Regions from separate parts of the Nothobranchius furzeri genome. Here region 1 is linked to region 2. A link is a contact called in public Micro-C data. All regions are on one chromosome and are shown on one strand. The core of a region is the stretch at or near the end of the contact, and the rest is flanking DNA. Distances in the headings are between cores, read along the strand shown. Region 1 holds the start of LOC107394299 (bifunctional methylenetetrahydrofolate dehydrogenase/cyclohydrolase 2, mitochondrial). Region 2 overlaps slc20a2 (solute carrier family 20 member 2).

The links. A called contact is a pair of places that touch in the nucleus more often than the background predicts.
Region 1: a Micro-C map of tail fin shows a contact between it and region 2, with 18 times the contacts expected there. The contact joins the promoter of LOC107394299 here to the enhancer-like site in region 2. A contact is called at or near these places in 2 of 2 Hi-C or Micro-C datasets (skeletal muscle and tail fin).

Annotation. Positions count from the first base shown.
Region 1 is chr17:56,718,099-56,721,529 of NfurGRZ-RIMD1, reverse strand. It overlaps LOC107394299 (bifunctional methylenetetrahydrofolate dehydrogenase/cyclohydrolase 2, mitochondrial), which reads right to left and starts at 1,700. Exons shown (of 8, transcript XM_054731665.2): 1 at 1,524-1,700; 2 at 696-880. The coding sequence starts at 1,666.
Region 2 is chr17:56,650,155-56,653,617 of NfurGRZ-RIMD1, reverse strand. slc20a2 (solute carrier family 20 member 2) reads left to right here. Exons shown (of 11, transcript XM_015973187.3): 11 at 1-1,839. Among protein-coding and RNA genes, the nearest start is that of LOC107394297, 13 kb to the right of the region's middle. Within about 2 kb of position 1,442, at least 1 of the 3 cell types and tissues checked has an H3K27ac peak or open chromatin away from gene starts, as enhancers often do. A contact at or near this core is called in tail fin, where this site is marked.

The sequences.
Region 1 (3,431 bases), core at 451-2,950, 68 kb before region 2:
CAGAACCGGCACATTTTGTCCAAGAGAGAGATGTCAACACAATGTATGAGCACAAGGATGACCTCCTCAGATGTTTCCAGATGATCAGAGGCTCGGATGACTTTGATCCAGTCACTGAGAGAGAGGCAGGAGGCTTTGTGAGAATGCTGGAGGAAGAAGATTTCGGCTTTCTGCTGGCATTGTGTCACAAGATCATGCCACATGTGGACATGCTGTTCAACCAGCTGCAGAAGAGGAACATTGACTCCGTCTACATCACAGGGGTCATCCAGAGCTTCACCAACAGCATGCAAAAGATCAGGTACATACTTGTTCATTTAATATTATTGTGATGAAATTCTCCAGTATGTTAGTTTCACAAACAGTAATGTGGATGTGGACCATATATGGTCGTGTTATTTTATGTGCAATTTAATGCAGTATTTTTCAACCTTGGTCTGCAAGGCAGCGTGCCAATAGTCAGACACACCTGGATTAATCAGTTTGTCCAATGATGTAAGACAGGAAATAAAAGAGCTGTGCTTAATTCAGGAAATAGTGGAGTTGTGCACAAAGCTCAGAAAGCACAAGTTTAAAAAAAAAAAATAGCACAGCCCCACCAAAAATATTTTTCACCAGCCGCCACTGTCGGTCACCCTCTACTTGCAACCCAATTCTGGCCTAAAAGAATAATAATAGTTAAGTTTGTTTCTGACCCAAGATGCTGGCTGCCCGGGTCTTGTTCCTAACGTAGGCGCGGCTGGCCGGGTCATCTCCCACCAAGACCACTCCAAGGTGGGGTCTCGGGTTTCCCTGAGCCACGAGCTCCTCCACATCCCGTTGGGTCTCTCTGTGAATCTGTCGAGCCAACTCTGTTCCCGAAATCACCACAGCTGCACACCTGGGGGAGTGGAGCGATGACAGAAACCAGCATTAATGGATCACTGTTGAACATGAACAATATAAGCTGATGAGATAAATGGCACCAAAAATACATTTTAACATATTTCAGTTGTTTCATCACCAGATTCATTAAAAATGTCCTCGCCAATGTTTAGTGCTACTATTTCCTCACTAGTATTGGTGGAATTATCCGGGTTTTTGTTTCCATGGTAACGTTTAAAATGTGCGTTTGTGCAGCAAAACTACACGATGTACATCAAGTAACGAGCTGACAGCACCGGTGTAGTGCCGAAAACTGTACCCTCCCGTGATTACATCCCCCTGCCTTTCCAACAAGATTAACTCAAACGCTGCGCGTTCTTATGAGCAAACGTACTGAGTTACTTAACTCCGACACGTCTGTCAACATCGTCGTTTGAAGAAAACTCAAATTCTGTATCTTTTATTCGTTTAACCGGCGCGCTCTACCGACGGTGACATCCGCTGTCAATCACCATCTTCTGCCACGTGACTCTACGTTCTGCCACGTGACTCTACGTTCTGCCACGTGACGCTACGTGCAGTCCACCGGCGCCCGAACGTGACGTCGCTCCTCTAAACCGGTTAACTACGGAAAGTCTTTGAACTGTGGCCCCCTTTACCTCCACGCGGAAACATGTAGGGGTCTCCGCTGAGCCTCGTGTTTTCCGCGTGTCCGCAGCTTGGTGGGGCAGCGGTGATGGTGGGCGGTTAACGAGCCGCAAATCCTGAAGGAGGAGCGTAGAGGTGTAACGGATGCCGCCATATTCGTGTGCTTGACGTAGGGCGTGCGTAGGTACGCAGAGAGGTGGCGTTGCTTTAGGATGTGAGTTTATCTGCTGAGTGGAAGGAAAGTTGTGTTGTGGAAGATGTAAAGTGTGTTACTAGCGTTACCTCGGAGGCAGCAACAGTTTTACTCATGTGCACGGACCTGTCGAAGCCACAAATGTAAGAAATAAAAGAAATAAATTAACATTTTGGGCATTCAAAAATTTTTCTCATTGGATGGAGTCCCGCGAGGTCAGATGTCAAAATATATCTGCGATCAGTGTTTCCCAATGTTGGGGTTGGGACCCCACTGAGGGTCACCAAGAACTGCACAGGGGGTCTCGAGACAATTTTCAGAAATCAGAATAGAACTGAAAAACAACTGACTGAATATTTCTATCATGATCATTACAATAACTAAACTAAATGGTCATAAATTGATTTAAGTGATTATAAGCTGAAGTGTTTTTCTTTGTGTCCAGAATAATTAAAGTTTATAAGCATGTTGGTATTGTCAGATCAGAGAAATCTGGAGTTACTATTGCTTTTACGATCGTCTAGCGCTGGGAAGCCACTGTCTTAGATCGCTAATGAGTGATTGGGTGAGTGTGTTCTTGTGAATGACAACATGTTTGGGTAAAACACTCTTTTAGTCTTTAATTTCCAGTCAGACAGTTCAAACCCTTGTTTATAGTAAATAAAAAGTGCAGCTCATTGCATAAGACAGTGTTCCCATGAAGAGGCCCATTCCATGCTTACCTGTGTTTATGTTACATTCAAACTTTAACAAGAGAGATTCAAATCTTGATTTCACATCAGATGAAAAAAGCAATATGATGTAGGTCATTTTGTTGATTATTTTTGTTTTTGGAGCTATATTTCTTTATGAATTCCTGTGACTCTTGGGCTAATTGGTTGGTTGTTTGTTTGTTTGTTTTGTAAAGTTCCTAACTAAGTATTGATTATGAGTTTAAAGTGTGCAAAAAGCAAGGATGTTAGTAAACACAGCCTAAACTGGAAAAAAATATATAAGTAAATCAAAAACATGTACACATTTGGTCACACAAAGAAAGAAGATAAAACCTCAGAAACAAACCTATTGACCCATGTTCACAAATGCATTGCTCTGTTTTAACATGTATTCCCTCTGCATGAAACTTATTGAATTATTCTTGTAGCATTTTTATGTTTTCTCTTACTGAAGAAACGTCCAGAACACCTAAAATCCCAAAGGGAAAGAAAGCAGAATCACTAAAGTCCTTGGCCACTAGATGGAAGCAGATGTGCAGTTACTGCTGTCTTTGGGTCCTCTGGTCAGAAAGACATGAAAATATAGACCAAATTTTTATGTAAAAATTAAAATAATAAGATATCTGGAAATGTCAAAACAACTTTTAAATCATAACAAATTCGAGCTGTTTAAAGAGCAAGTCACCAGATTCTTACTGAACTCCCACTTCCTGTTTGAAAAATGCAACAAATGCTGTTGCCTTGCAGAACACTGACAAACACACACACACACACACACACACACACACACACACACACACACACACACACACGCACACACACACAGGCTCACACCTGCATTGTGACATCACATTGTACCAGCTAACGATCTAGGGCACCTCTTAGCCAATAGCGATGGCAGATTTAAATTCAAATGCAGTGCAGAGTGTTTACCTGACAACGGCACAACACTGACAGTTTTAGGCAGAAAATTTAATTTTAACTAAAATGCACTAAAGTGCAAAACTATTGAC
Region 2 (3,463 bases), core at 193-2,692:
TCTACCAAATCTGAGTTTTAACCTGCGTGAGCTTCCAGACACTTTGAGAGGAGATGCCGCCGCGGGGCTCGGTGGAGCAGCTGGGGCGCTGCTAGGACGCGCCCCTCCCCCAGCCCGGCGCCTCTCTGACGTGTAGATTTGACGTGTCGGTAACCGGTAGATGAGATTTAGAAATGACTTGTTTTTATTTTTGAACTTTAGACGAAAACACTTTGTAATTTTGTTTCCCTGCTGCTGTGATCATGAGCTGCGGGAGGAGGGAGGTTTTACTGCTCGTTGATATAAAACAAGCAGCCGTTTGTTGTCATTTTAATTGGAAAAAAACAGAAAATAAATCAGAGCGTGAGAGCGTTTGGTTCCTCGTGCTTTTGGCAGCCGAAGTCTCTTGCAGCTCGTGACCTTTTCCTCGCCAGACTGCTCGTTACGCAGAGGGACGCACATGGCTTCCATGCTCACATCCATATTTTACTCTTGTTACCTGTTGCAAGGTGTTTCAGCGGAAGTGCATTTTATTACTTCACCTAACGGTGACCCCTAAAAACGCAGGTTTTCCTTTCCCATTGACTCCCTGAAAGCTGTAAACAAGCCTGATGTCACTAAATCTGTACTTTCTGTATAAATGAGTCAGCTTTAATCAGTTTTGTCTGTTTTAAAAACTCCAAAAGAGTGGAACAGATCAAATGTTTTGTTGAGTCAATGGAAGGAGTCATTCGGCTAGAATAAACGCACAACTGCGCCTTTTCTCATCCTGCAGACGCGACACTAAAACCCCTGCAGCCTCGATGAAGAGAATAAAAACCTGTTAAAGGGTGAAATTGGTTTGAGCATAAAGGCAAGTCGTCTGTGTGACTCACGGTGCATCTTTTTATTCATCTGTCATTTTCCCGCCTTTCATTCTTTGTCCTGATTGGCCAGAAAGAGGCGCATCGCTCGAGATGGGGAGGAAAAAGTGAAAATCGTGCTCTGGTAGCTTTCATTTATTTTTATTTTTAAACAAACCACAATGGAAATATATTCAGCCACCAGTTTTACTTGAAAGTAGAAAAAAATCAGTTGATTTGATTTTAAAACTATTCTAAATGTATTTCAGATGCATTATCTGAACAGCAGGCGGCGCTTAAACAAAGCCACTCACCTGTATAGAATATTTTATTCCTGACTGAGCCAGAAAAGCACAATTTCAACAAACCCAACTGCACTCTTAAAGGAGCCATTTGCTGCTCTAATGTTGAGTTTAATGGAAAACAATTTATAAAAAGTGAATAATTGTGATCTCAGCCACCAGAGGGCGCAGTTCAGCCCTTTCCTCCCCGTGGAGTGAGGCAGACCTTCGGAATAAATCGTTGTAAATTGTCGTTGAGGGAGTTTCTGTACTCCTGCTGCATCAGAACCATTTTACAGAATGTACCATTCCTCTCCCTGAATGTTACCATGGTGCTACACTGCTGCACTGGTGTAGTAGCGCCCCCTCTTGTCTGTGCAGGCAGCGCTCACCTCAGCAGTGGAGAGCTTTTCTCCATCCCAAGGTGATGGCTGTCCTCTCTTTGTGATAAGATGGTTTTAATGGTTGTTTTTGTGTTGGGATGCGCTCCCTGGCCGGCCTGCAGGCTTTACAGCTCCGTGATGTCTTTTTACTGTTCCTGCTACTTTACTGTCCAGTCCATGAAAACAAAAAATAATAAAATGTCTCAAAAGAAACTGTAGCCTGCTTCTACAAAACCCTACAGCTCCTCTGATTTGCATATATCGTACTGTAATGTTTTATTTAAGGTTTTTAGTGGGGAAAAAATGTCACATTTAAACAATTATGGGAATTAAAATTACAAAGAATACCCAAAACCTTTGGAGTGGCGTCTTATTTTGGCTGAATGTTGATCATTTAGATTTTTCACTAAATTTACTTCATGCAAGAGGAGAATTTAGTAAATTGTATATGTATATATATATATATATATATATATATATATATATATATATATATATATATATATATATATATATATTTGTCATTTTAGAAACCGATTAAAGCATAAATGGGTGGGAAAGCAGGAGGTGGAGGAATCGGAAGGTTGCAGGTTTGATCCCGGTTCCCACCAGAGAATGCTGCTGTTGTGTCCTTGGGCACGATACTTAACCCACTCTGGCTGGTGGTGGTTGCTGAAGGGACTGGTGGCACCTCACATCTGTCAGAGCAGCTGCGGCTACATTGTAGCTCATCACCGGCGTCTGAATGCCTGTGATGCAAAGAGCCTTGGGGGGTTAAGAAGGCTCTATACAAACACAGTCCATATCCAGTTAGCCAGAAACATGTTTTTATTTTCATTTTGAATACTTTTAAAGATTTGTGTTTTTTTACTAAATAAATTATAATTTATTCAATAAATGAAGTTTGCGTTGGTTTAGTCTTCGCAAAAAAGACATTTTAATAGTTTCGCTACAACTGAAAATCATTCGTTTTATCAGCAAGATGAAAGGACAAAAATCTGATTTGCTCTGCATACAAACCATAATACTGTTGGTTTTAATCCGTGTTTTAAGTGAAAATGTCACCTTTATTATTCCTTTAGAACACACATCTCCAATCTTTTCAAGACGAGGGCCAACATCATTTTAAAGGTCTTACTGGTTATGAAAAGCAACATTTTTCTTTTTAGAATTAAAATTAGTTTATTTTTCTATATTTGTACAAAAAGTTCTCGTATAAAAAGTGATTATGCACGGCCTGCTACACTAGAAATGCACTCGGCCGTCTTTTGGACGGGCCTGCTGTGGCGGCACCAGCCCGATGGGTCCGTAAAACCCGACCACTTCACTTTCTGCTCTCTATAAAGTCTTGAGTGAATTTATTTCCAGGTTTTAGGGCTCCGATAATTCAGACTCAACTCTTACGTTCCCACCGGCGTTTCTGCTGGCTTTCATTTAAAACGTCTCTTTAGCAACAATAAAAAGCTGCTGGATTGATGCCGGCACACAGCTTGAGGTTCAGCAGGACGGCGGTTTTCATTACGCGTGGGATAAATCAGAAACCACCAAGCAGCAGAAACCGTGACCTTCCTGCAGCCCGGCGCCCTCTAAAGGTTTAATAACAGGCCCTGCTCGTACGCGGGAGGTGGCATTTAGTCGTTTCATCATAACTGGCACCAGAAAGCCCTTCAGGTGTTTATGAAGCTCCTTCCCAACATAATGGATCCCATCAGGATTCAGACCGATGCAAACTCAAAACAAGAGGTTTACACTGATTTTTCGGGTTATTTGCAGCTGTGCTGATGTAGGAGCTCGCTCCAACGGTTAGAAACGAGGACGTGCTTCAGGTTAACGAGACTGAAGTCGCTTCTACACGCTAGCCAGCGAGGAGTTGGCTACAGAAAAATAAAAACACAGCGGAGAGCAGGACTGGGTTAGTTCATTTCCATCCAAAACACTTTTATTGTCCTCCGAACTGAAAGGTCACCCTGTCGTTTGG